Regions from separate parts of the Sus scrofa genome. Here all the other regions are linked to region 1. Evidence: chromatin contacts called from public HiChIP or PLAC-seq data. All regions are on one chromosome and are shown on one strand. The core of a region is the stretch at or near the end of the contact, and the rest is flanking DNA. Distances in the headings are between cores, read along the strand shown. Region 1 has its middle 220 kb from the start of NR3C1. Region 2 overlaps ARHGAP26 (rho GTPase-activating protein 26). Region 3 overlaps ARHGAP26 (rho GTPase-activating protein 26).

Evidence for each region. HiChIP or PLAC-seq counts read pairs in DNA pulled down with a chosen protein or histone mark.
Region 2: an H3K27ac HiChIP or PLAC-seq map of alveolar macrophages shows a contact between it and region 1. The contact joins two enhancer-like sites. A contact is called at or near these places in 1 of 47 Hi-C or Micro-C datasets (epiblast stem cells) and 1 of 2 datasets of contacts at active chromatin or transcription factors (alveolar macrophages).
Region 3: a contact with region 1 is called in an H3K27ac HiChIP or PLAC-seq map of alveolar macrophages. The contact joins two enhancer-like sites. A contact is called at or near these places in 2 of 2 datasets of contacts at active chromatin or transcription factors (alveolar macrophages and skeletal muscle).

The regions. Positions count from the first base shown.
Region 1 is chr2:145,142,808-145,146,697 of Sscrofa11.1, forward strand. No RefSeq gene overlaps it. Among named protein-coding and RNA genes, the nearest start is that of NR3C1, 220 kb to the left of the region's middle. Within about 2 kb of position 2,009, at least 13 of the 83 cell types and tissues checked have an H3K27ac peak or open chromatin away from gene starts, as enhancers often do. A contact at or near this core is called in alveolar macrophages, where this site is marked.
Region 2 is chr2:144,568,251-144,571,857 of Sscrofa11.1, forward strand. All of the region lies in intron 12 of ARHGAP26 (rho GTPase-activating protein 26), which reads left to right. Among named protein-coding and RNA genes, the nearest start is that of ARHGAP26, 270 kb to the left of the region's middle. Within about 2 kb of position 2,226, at least 14 of the 83 cell types and tissues checked have an H3K27ac peak or open chromatin away from gene starts, as enhancers often do. A contact at or near this core is called in alveolar macrophages, where this site is marked.
Region 3 is chr2:144,508,508-144,512,439 of Sscrofa11.1, forward strand. All of the region lies in intron 11 of ARHGAP26 (rho GTPase-activating protein 26), which reads left to right. Among named protein-coding and RNA genes, the nearest start is that of ARHGAP26, 210 kb to the left of the region's middle. Within about 2 kb of position 2,419, at least 7 of the 83 cell types and tissues checked have an H3K27ac peak or open chromatin away from gene starts, as enhancers often do. A contact at or near this core is called in alveolar macrophages, where this site is marked.

The DNA of each region.
Region 1 (3,890 bases), core at 759-3,258:
GTACTAGTTCCTGGCTGCCCTGGAGAAGTTTCCAGTCATTGATTTCTGCCACAGAGAAGGGTCTTTGTCTGGTGGCTCAGAGGGGGCTGACAGACCTGGTTTTTATTCTGGGTTTGTCACTTTCTCCTCTGACCTGGGGTAAGTTACTTCAATTCTCTGTATATCAGTTTTCTCATCTGTAAAGGGAATGCATGCTTGTAGTTACCACAAGAGCAGTGAAGACAGAAGGCCATCGGGAGAGGAAATGCTTAGAATGCCGGCTGGTACACACAAAGCTCTCGGTGCCAGCCATCGAGCATGCTGATGAAGTCCCAGTGCTGGCAGTCATGTGGTACTGTTCCTGCCCAGGTGAGCTCTTGGCTACATCCTGATTTTTCGTGAGTAGGAGGAAGGACCAAAGGTGAGCACATCACTGATCAGCTGGCTCAAGACCAATGGTTGGAGGCAGTAGGGTCACCCAGCCTTGTGCTGCGTGTGCCTCCTTTCTAGTAAATGGAATGACAGTGGAGGGAAAGAGAAGGGGAGCAAGGCAGGATTGGCCTGGTGGTGGTGCTTCCTTCTGCCAGCCTGCCTCAGTGCCGACCTTGTGTGATGGTTTCTCAGAGACCCTTTATCTGAATATCTTTGGCACAGAGGTCTCCCTGACATAGCCTCCTGTGCTTTCCTCCTAGCTCCCATCACAAAATAACCCACCATTTATTTGTGTAGTTAATCGTTAACCATGTCTCCCCCACTAGACTATGAGTTCTACGAAACCAGAGACTACTTCCGTCTCCTCCACCACTGAGCAGTCACTACGCCAGTTTCTCCATGTAGTATACTCTCAATAAATATTTGCAGAGTAAATGAAAACATGAATCTGTCACAAACTTTCTGGTTCTCTTTGTATCTGGGAACATGAAGCAGGATTCAGTTTGTGACAAACTGCCCCCACCGAGTTAGGTGGTCCTGGCTGGAACCTTCATTTCTCCTCCAGAAGAAATTCCTACATGAGGCAGAGGCTGCACACACAATGACACTTATCATTGGGAGTAATGCTGCCTTGCTCCATCTGGGTTAACCATGACACCAGCCTTTGGCCCCATCAACCCAATCAGGCAAGGATTCATTCAACTTGGCCAGGCTTTGGGAACGCAGTGAGAAGTTAGACAAGGTGCTGATCCTCAGAGAATTCATTCACCTTCTAATGGAGGAGTGCTAACATGAAAAAGTATAAAATATAATACCGGGGAGTGATGGGAACCAAGTGGAAAATAAAAGACGGCGAGGTGATACGTGTGCTCGTGGCTGAGGGGTGGAAGGGGTCACACAGAACTGGGTGCTCAGGGGAGGTCTGGAGGATGAACTGAGACCCCAGTGACAACAGGAACCAATCCTGTGAGGATCTGAGTGGAGAGCATTCCAGGAAGAGGAGGAGGGAAAGGCTTGAAGGGATGAGCTTCATATGTTTGAGGAATGGAGACAGTAACACAGGAGCATATGGAGTGTCCATGGGATAGAAGGACATCAGTCAGACAGGTGGGGCGGCCCTGGATCCTGTAGGATAAGGCATCCATACCTCATCATGAGTGTGATGGGAAGACTGTGGAGGGTTTAGCAGGGGGGAATTTAGCAGGGGCGCCAGCAGCAGGGTGGGTTGCTGAGAATGGGCAGCAAAAGCAAGCATGTTTTGGTGGTGCAGGGGAGAAATGGAGAAGGTGTGGACTAGAAAAGCAGCTGTGGTCAGGGGAAGATGGAGGTCCCTGCTGGTGAAACAGACAGGGAAAAAGTGGAATCAATGCTGATTCCTAAGGGTGGTTTGGGCAACTGGGTGAATGATGGTGCCATTTACTCATTTGGGGGAAACTTCCACAAAGTTTTGCTTTGTTCCAGTCTCAGGCACTCATATGCTGGTCATTTGGAGATGTTGGCTACGCAAGATTGGAGCTCGGTGGAGAGGTCTAGCGCTAGGGGAGCTGTGGTCATCAGCATGTGATGGTACTTCAATCTGCAGTTCTGAATGAGATCATTGATGGGAAGCACTGAAATTATGAATCACAGAAGGGAAGGAGGTCAACACCATGAATATTTCAGCCCATAATTTATGCTGATTTGTTTAGTCCAAGGTCTGAATCAGCTGGATTGCCTTCTCCGTTTGTCACTGGACTTGGCTTCTGTACCCCTGAAGAGTCACATGTTTTTATTAGTTAGGTATTTGGTATAGAAATTGTTACTGTAAGCTATCCGTAATCACATTCTAGAAATCAGTTGGCGGGTAACAGATGCACATATGACCAAAGGAAATGCCAAAAACCCACTTCCCATGGTTGTTCCCCTGCGTGTACACATCTATTTTTAACACTCCTGATTGCAAGGCAAAGCCCCAGGCACTTGAGGGAACTGTCTTTCCCAACAGGGACCCACGGCAACCGGACACAGAGAGTGGTGTGCCCTTGTGCGCCAACATTTTCTGCTGTTGATTTGGCAATGGAACTCAAACCGCAAGGAAATTTAAGAATGACCTTTGGTAGCTTTTGTGTGTGTGTGTGTGTGTGTGTGTATGTGTGTGTGTGTGCAGGGAGACAGTGAGGCTGCAGAAAACCAGTTTGATAATTCTAAGAGTTTCCTAACATGTCAAAATTTCTCAGAAAGCTTTGCTAATTTAGGACTTTTTGACTAATTATCAGAAGTATTTAGTCATCTCTTTCCTAAGAGCTCATGCTCAATAAACTCTCTGCTAAGTGGATTTCAATCTTTTCTAACATGTGGTAGGTTTTGACCCAATAACCTGAGAGGGAAACCTTGAGATTCAAATCCTAAAAGGTCCCTGCTGAATCCCTGGAGCTGTGTTTCCATGGCTCCCAAATGCCTAATTGAAAAGCTAATTATCCTTTAACAAATGCCTTGAACTAGCTACAAACAAACGGTTTGTTTAGGGGGTCAAAAGCAGCTATTTCAGTTAAGTGGTGCAGCTTAAATGTAGCCTGTTTTGTCATCAGAAGCCCTTGGGTTGAATTCAGACTCTAAAACTGACTGGTTCTATTATTGAGGGAAAGTCACCAAATATTTTTGGTCTTTTGTTTCATTGTCTGTAAAATGCGTATTACAGTCATAGCTACTCCAGAGTCCTATAAAGACTAAAATGTGCTTTATAAACCACTGAGCGCCATATAAATCTTGAGATAGCGGAGAATGCTGTCATTCCTCTCTTGTTCAGCACTATTGGAAATAGGTAGTGGCTTAGAGGGGGAGTTCTCTTCTCCAAGGATCTGCTGAGTTCGTGTTTCTCAACCACGACAATCTGGGCTTTAGGTGTCACATCTCAATCCATCAGGCGGGATACGGGTGAATCTGAATCTGTATCATGGCAACTCAGTATGGTCCATTAAGAACTCAGTGACCTTGGTTATGGCAGGTGAGGAGGAATCGAGCATCTTTTGGCCTCTGTCACACAAAACCATGCTCCCTTTCACACTTCAGTGTTAGGTGCTTCGTCTGACTCACTAGTCCACACCTTTTCTGGCCCTGCTTACGGGACTCATGAAAGTCCTTTCTTCAAAGACTCATGAAAGGCGAGCCAACTAAGTAATATTTATTGACCCATAAAATGCCTAAATCATAGGCCCTGGCAATTATAATTTAAGGATTTATACTGCAAAGAGACTCACACAAGTACTCAAAGATACACGGGGAAGACATTGCTGCATTGATTGTAATTCTAGAGAACTAAAAACAACCTAAATCCTAGGGGATTTGTTTAATGCATTACAGAATTTCCGTACAATGAGATATCATGTAGCCCTTATAAATAATATCTATATTTTTGGATTTTGGAATATCTCCTAGGTGTTATTCCTCTAAAAAAAACAAGCTTCAGGACATTTATAAAATGATTCCATTTATGGAAAGCA
Region 2 (3,607 bases), core at 976-3,475, 570 kb before region 1:
ACGGGAGTGACCTGGGCAGCCTCTCGAGCAGGCACAGCTCCCCTGCTTCTGGCTCTGAGCGCTCTGGTTAAGCACGACGTCCAAGGGCACCTGCAACCTTGTAACGATGATGGGGTGAACATGAAACTGGGCTGATGGTCTCCTTGGTGAGCAGGAGAAAAAACAAATTCCTGCCTTGTTGCTACCAGCGTAGGAAGGAAATTGTGTCCCTGTGCCTCAGATTTGCTTTGTAAAATCCACTTGGAGAAAAGTCCAAGATAGCCCTACCCTGAATTGCAGCAGTATCCGGAAGCTCAGTGCCGCTCCATGTGGACCAGAGAAAAGGATGAGCTGTTTATGTCGATGCGAAATCCACTTGGAGACAGACATTTCCCTTCTTTCATGCTTTCCAAAATACAGATGTTACAGAATCTTTATGTAAAATGTTAAGTAATTTGGAAAGGTCGTTATTGGTAGGCCAAGAGGCCTTTCGGAGAAGAAAAACATGTTTCTTTGTTGCTTCTGTTTTTCCCGCACGCATTGAACCAGGGAGAATTTTTCAAGTAAATATTCAAGGAAACAAGTCCTTCCTCCCCCGTTCAGATGGGCCTGTTTCGGAAAGCCCATCTGATACGGGGCTAACTTGACCTAAAATAACAATCGCATAAACAATAGTAATAATAATGAAAGGGCAGAGAACTCTGCAGCGCCACCCGCAGTAAGGTGGGAAGAGTGGAAGAACCAAGGCTTGAAATCAGACCAGTTCTGGAGACCCGGGGACCAGTGGGGAAGGGCCTTCTGGATAATAGAAGCAGGATGAGAAAGCTTTTAAACAGTTTGTCAGTCCTTGCCTCACTTCTCTGAGAGTCCCAGGAAAGAGCGCATCAAAGTGGCCTAGCTTCAGCCCACCTGGGGCAAGACAGCACACCTCGACTGAGGGTTTCGAGAGGACTCAGGAGATGGAATTACAGAAGGGACATCACGGGACCCACCAGGACAAGAGAGGACAGAGGCCCACGCCCTGCCCTGCTCTGGGACACATTTCTATAATAAAGGACCTAGGAACTGGGAGGGGCAGGGACACATCGAAGGAGACCCCCTGCCCAGACCTGAAGCTTGCCTGTAACTTTTTTTTTGCCTTTTCTAGGGCCGCTCCCGCGGCATATGGAGGTTCCCAGGCTAGAGGTCTAATAGGAGCTGTAGCTGCCGACCTACACCAGAGCCACAGCAACGCTGATCCGAGCCGCGTCTGCCACCTACACCACAGCTCACGGCAATGCTGGATCCTTAACCCACTGAGCAAGGCCAGGGATCGAACCTGAAACCTCATGGTTCCTAGTCAGATTCGTTAACCACTGTGCCACGACGGGAACTCCTTGCCTGTAACTTTTGACGTTATGAATCTGCTTCTCCCTCCTTGAGATACATACCGGTAGATTTAAAAGATGACCGTGCTTCTGCTGGTGGGCATGCCAGCTGGTTTTACCATATCGTAATATGTATTAAGTATCTGGGGACTATGTATTAAAAGCCTTTCAAAAGTAAATATCCTTTGACCCAGCAGTTTGTCCTGACGGATAGATGGGAATGCAAAGACATTTCTGTAAAGAAGTTCATTGGCGCATCGGTCACGATAGCAAAGAATCGGAGACAGTCTAAATGGTTAATAAGACACTGATGACAAATAGCAGAGAGCACTATGGACCCTCTAAAAAGAACAGGCGAGATCTTGGTATATTTGCCAAAACGGTGCCCTCCGTATATTGTTCCCTTACGTTTTTAAAACTCAGGTGGTGGAACCATGTGTGGATAAAAATAAATGACTTGCCTTGTCTAGAGACATTGAGAGGCACAGTCCTGGAGACGCTTCCTCGTCAAAGTCTTAATCAGCACAGGGGGTAGATTGCTGGGAGACACCGACCTTCACCTTGAAATATTTCTCTATGCTTTGCATTGTCAACAGCGAGTGTATTTTACAATAATAGCTGTTCATGGATAGCGCTTACCGGCTCCTCACTGTGTTTCAGGGTTTTTATGCACATTAGCTCCTCTGATGCTTTTGCACTGCTCTGCGAGGTGCTTTTGACCTACTTTGTAGATTAGGAAATTGAGATTGGTCAATGCAGGAGATGTGATTTAATCTGAGTTCTGCCTGGCTCTAATTTAACTCTGCTGTTAACCACAGGGATATTCTACCTCCCTAGGAAAAGAACAACACAGAAGGTTCCGTTTGTGGAAACAAGGCGCGTGCAGCATGTGGCTCTTGCCATTGTTATTCACAGGGGACAGAGTTGGCTGCCTTGAGTCTCTACTGATTCTTCAGCTGCTCACCTTTTCATATGGGAAGCGGGAGAGGACAGATGGGTTAAACATACCGGTCACTTTTCCAGGAGTAGTTTAGAAAAATTATTTTTCTAGGGTGCTCTTGTTCTAGAAACTGCTCTGTTCACTGATTTCCAAGCTGGCTACACCAGAGAAGTGCTCCGGTTAGGGTTAGGGTTAGGACTTCTTTTGACATCACACGAGCCTTAGCTTCGTTTCCCCTCTGCTGCCAAGCCCGTTCCCTTTCCAATTCCTGCCGAGGTGACGTGAGTTTCACCGCACCCCACGCAGTGGCGCTCCTCCGCCACAGGTGGCGCTGTTGCCCAGGCTCTGGTGGTTTTGCAGCTGTGTATGAGGCAATTGAAACACTTAAAGGTAAGAAGTCTATAGGATATGAATTTAAACGTGGGATGCTGTGCTGTTACCTTTTAAGAGCCAGATTCCAAATGTTGGGCCTTTTCCTTTCTGGAAAATGGTTTGGTGAGAACTCAAATGCCAGCATTTCACCACAGAACCAGCATATTTTGAAGTGACAGGTAGCAGGAGGGAATTCCTTCGGGGACAGTTCTGAATTTGTTGCTTTTATCTTGAAGTTTCTCTCAGGGCATACAGTGCCTGTGGGATGTCAGGCAGGGCCATAATTAATGGCTGGCAGCTGCTGGTGTTTTCCAAATGGCCCAGTTGCCAAGGAGGGGATGACAGCAGATAAATGCATGCACATTTCTTTGCAGAGACTTTTCTCCCCTTTGCTTTCTTCTCTCTTCTCTTTGGATCTCGGGTCCAGAGAGAGAGAATTAGTCTTGCTCCCTGGCTTGTGGCACGGGATCCTCACAGGCTCCTCCTTAAGTCACTCACTCACTTCTCTTTTAGTTCTTTTCCCAACTCCTATTCCTGTCCTCCCGCAGTCCACCGTTCTATTGTGTACTTTTAACGTGTACTCTTGCCAATTCATGTCTTTCATGTACTTGTGGGGTGTTTTGTTGTTGTTGTTGTTGTTTGTTTGTTTGTTTCATTTTGTTCATGGCTGCACCTGCAGCATATGGAAGTTCCTAGGCTAGGGGTCTGAATCGGAGCTGCAGCTTCCAGCCTACACCACAGCCACAGCCACACCGAATCCAAGCCACATCTGCGACCTACCCCACAGCTCACGGCAATGCCAGCTCCTTAACCCACTGAGCAAGGCCAGGGATTGACCCCACATCCTCACAGACATGGATTCTTAACCCGTGATCCACAACAGGAACTCCTACCTGTGTGGGTTTTTGTTTTTGTTTTTGTTTTGTTTTGTTAATTCTTTGATTATCGT
Region 3 (3,932 bases), core at 1,169-3,668, 630 kb before region 1:
TCTTTGCAGTTTTAAATGGGACACAGAATCTTTGTTGAAGCTGCATAAAGACTGCAGCCAAGAGAAATTTTAGAAACAGCGAATTTCCTTTTTCTCAGGTCCTTGTAACTAAGGTTCTCCCTCCTTGTGTCTTTGTGTATCGCTCAGAGCATGTTCACCGAAAGCAAGCTGATTAGCAGCAGCAAGTCCAGAATCATTACCAACACCTGCACCCCCAGCCTGATGCCTTTCTCGTTCTTCCTCCCTGCTAGTGACTTAACAAGTTAATGGGACTCATATGGTAACTTGAAGTCCCAGAACCGGAACGACCCTAATCTTTTTTTTGGCTGCGCCCATGGTATACAGAAGTTCCCATGCCAGGGATAAAAACCTGAGCCACAGCGGGGACAATGCCAAGTCCTTAACCGCTAGGCCACCGGGGAACTCCAGGCTCACCCTCCTCTTTAAACTGTGTTCCTCTGTATTCCCATAGCTGTAATTAGGGGTGTTTGTCTGGATTTGCTTCTCTTACCTCCTTATTTTAGAGGTATTAGGCTTCATCCACATTCAAGGATTCTCTCGTCAAGTATTTCTACACCTCGAGCCAGTACTTGAATCTCTTTTGACAGCCAGAAAGTTTGAAGGTTGGCAGACGCCAGAATTATGTGGAGTTAGATTAGGAGGAGAAGAAACAGGTGGTATGGCCTCAGAGATGAGGTGTAAATACACGAATTAGTTTGAAACCATGAAATTGCCACTTGCGTAAGTCAGAACGGGCTGGATTTTGGCGATTTCCTGTGGCTCAACATCCTAGCTGTGGAGCAGAAAGGAGCCCACACCCAGTCCAGTGTCACACCCTTATTTATCTAAGATGGAATGCAGCCTGAAAAGGCCAGTCTGTGGTTGATCTTGGGTCGATAATCCAGATCTCCTGGCTTCCAGCTCTGTGATGTTTTTACTGCAGCCCACACACGGCTGAATTATTTGCAAGCCGTAGTTGCATATGCCATCTACCCTCCCTTTTGAGTGGGACTCCTCTGCTGGGGCTCCTGCAAGCGGAAGAAGGGAAAAGAGGGCAGACTGGGGAAGAAAACACCCCTCCAGTGAGAGGGTGAGGCGGCGTGGCTTCCTGCTGCTCGTCTCCACTTGGAAGTCTTTTGTTTCAGTCCTGTGGACTTTGAGGCTGAACTCGCATCTTTCACCTTCTCGGCTAAGCCCTAGTTGGAGCCCCCGCATTCCTTAAGAACTCATGGAACAAATGGGCAGTTGCATTGCATCTTATGTTTTGCACCTGGTTTCTGAAAATGCGAGCTCTTTTTTAAAGGAAAAAATAATGTCGATGACTTTTTAAAAAATTACAGTTGATTTATAGAGTTCTGCCAGTTTCTGCTGTGCAGCAAAGTGACCCAGTCATACACACACACACACATATATATATATATATACACATTCCCTTGCCTATATTATCATCCATCATGGTCTATCCGAAGAGATGGGTTATGGCTCCCTGCGCTGTAGGGCAGGACCTCATTGCTTATCCACGCTTGATGTGATAGTTTGTATCTACTGAGCCCCACCTCCCAGCCCATCCCGCTCCTTCCCCATCCACCTTGGTAACCACAAGTCTGTTCTCCATGTGAGTCTGTTTCTCTTTTGTAGTTAGGTTCCTTGGTGCCCTGTTTTAGATTCTGCGTGTAAGGGATGGATGAGGGTTCAGCCGAGGTCCCATGGTCAGAGGCAGAGTGTCACGGGGTTTATCATTGTGGGCTCAGGCAGCCCGAGTGTAGATCCCTACTCAGCACTACTAGGTCTCACCACTCAGAAATGACTTAGGCCCTCTGAGCATGCTTCTTTGCCTGCAAAACGAGGATAATAATAGTGACTTTCTTTAAGACTGTTTTGTAAGGACCAGCCTATGTGTAAAGGGCTTATTAAGCACAAGACCTCTGCAAGGTGACTTGCTTATAAAAAGTTAGTTCTTTCGGAGTTCCTGTCGTGGCTCCGCAGAAGCGAACCCCACTAGGATCCGTGGGGATGCAGGTTCGATCCCTGGCCTCACTCAGTAGGTTAAGGATCTGGCGTTGCCGTGAGCTGTGATGTAGGATGCAGTTGAGGCTCAGATCTGGCGTGGCTGTGGCTGTGGTGTAGGCTGGTAGCTACAGCTCTGATTAGACCCCTAGTCTGGGAACCTCCATGTGCTTTGGGTGTAGCCCTAAAAAGACCAAAAAAAAAAAAAAAAGTTCTTTCTGCAGAGGAGGGGCGGATGCTGGGTTACCTGGATTCTCTTTCTAGCTCCGGTTCTAAACGACTTGGCTCATTTGAGCGCAGTTTCTTTGGTCAGTTTGCCAGAGCTCACCGAGGCGCAGGGCAGGGACTGCTTTTACGAGTGTGGAAAATGTGATTTCATTGAGCAGTTTGTCTGAACTTTCACGCTGTGAGCTGGAGGAGCATGAAGCAATCTTTACTTCCATTTGCTACTTCCAGGCCTGGCAGTTTGTCGTCCCAGCTGTCTGCTCAGCTCAGCTCACCACAGAACCGTGATGCTGGCATTTTCCTTTCTTAGTGAAATAAGCGATCAAAGGAGTACGGGTGGTTCAGAAGGTGTGGGGTGAAATTGCCAAGCTCCTGTGTGGCGATGCAGCCCTCACGGCCTTATGAGGGGAGGGTGGCTTGGAAGGATCCTTCTGCTCACTTTGCGAAAGGTTTCTGTAGTGTCACAATGTGTGAACTGATGCAGCCTCTGAAAGTGAGAGTGCAGGGAGTTCCCGTCGTGGCGCAGCGGAAACGAATCTGACTAGGAACCAGGAGGTAGCTGATTCGATCTCTGGCCTCGCTCAGTGGGTTAAGGATCTGGTGTTGCCGTGAGCTGTGGTGTAGGTTGCAGATGCGGCTCAGATCTGGCATTGCTGTGGCTCTGGCATAGGCCGGCAGCAACAGCTCCGATTAGACGCCTAACCTGGGAACCTCCATATGCTGCAGGTATGGCCCTAAAAAGACAAAAGACAAAAAAAAAAAAAAAAGTGGGAGTGCAGCATCTGAGCCGACACCCCGCAGCCAGGACTGCTGGGAAGTGGATGACACATCTGTGTAATTTGTGTTTCTTTGTCTTCTGCTGGGTCAAGAAGCTGGTTGCAGGCTTCGTCTTTGACTCATGTGAGTGTTCGTATTTATTTTTTAATTATTTATTTAGTTGATGTCTGTTTATCTTTTCGATGGCATCCAGCAGTTCCCGGCCCAGGGATCAAACCCGAGTCACGGTCGTGACAACGCCGCGTCCTTAACCTCTAAGCCACCCGGGCTTTCCATGTGTTTATAGAGGCAGAATTCATAACCCTACACATGATAATTACACCAGTGTGTTCAAGTCTTAGAAGAAATTTAATAATACTCACTTTTGTCCTTGTTCCCTCGGGTTAAGTGTTCTTTAGAAGAACAACTTCTCATGAAATCAGATAATTGTTGATTGAGGAGCCTGAGCTACAGGTTGGGAGAAAGGAGGAGGTCAGGTGAAATCGTTTTCGGCGGGAGAGTTGATGAACCGGTCACGGGGATAACCAGATTTTCGCTTGAGCTTTGAGACTTGATAACACACTGCGGTGTTGATTCAGGTCTTCAGCATTGTTTCTGCATGGGGCACCCACTTATGGACTGTCTGTCGGTTCCTTTGATGGACAGTGAGGATACCAAGAGGAGAATGTGCCAAGTTCATAGAAATTTGCTTTGTTTGCTGTGGTTTCCCCAGTTTCTAGCACAGCAGTTGGCGCAGGAAAGCGCTCAGCGGATACTTGGTGAACCGCTAGGGTCAAAACGAGGGGAAGGGTTGAGGCCAACTGAGGCTATTTTGTCAGAGAATCGGGTTGCCTCCATCACCTGAGACTGTGTGGGGAGACTTGAAATCATCCGAATTCCTTGATCGTAGCTTTCCTTTAGATACATATCGCCCTACTTGTACC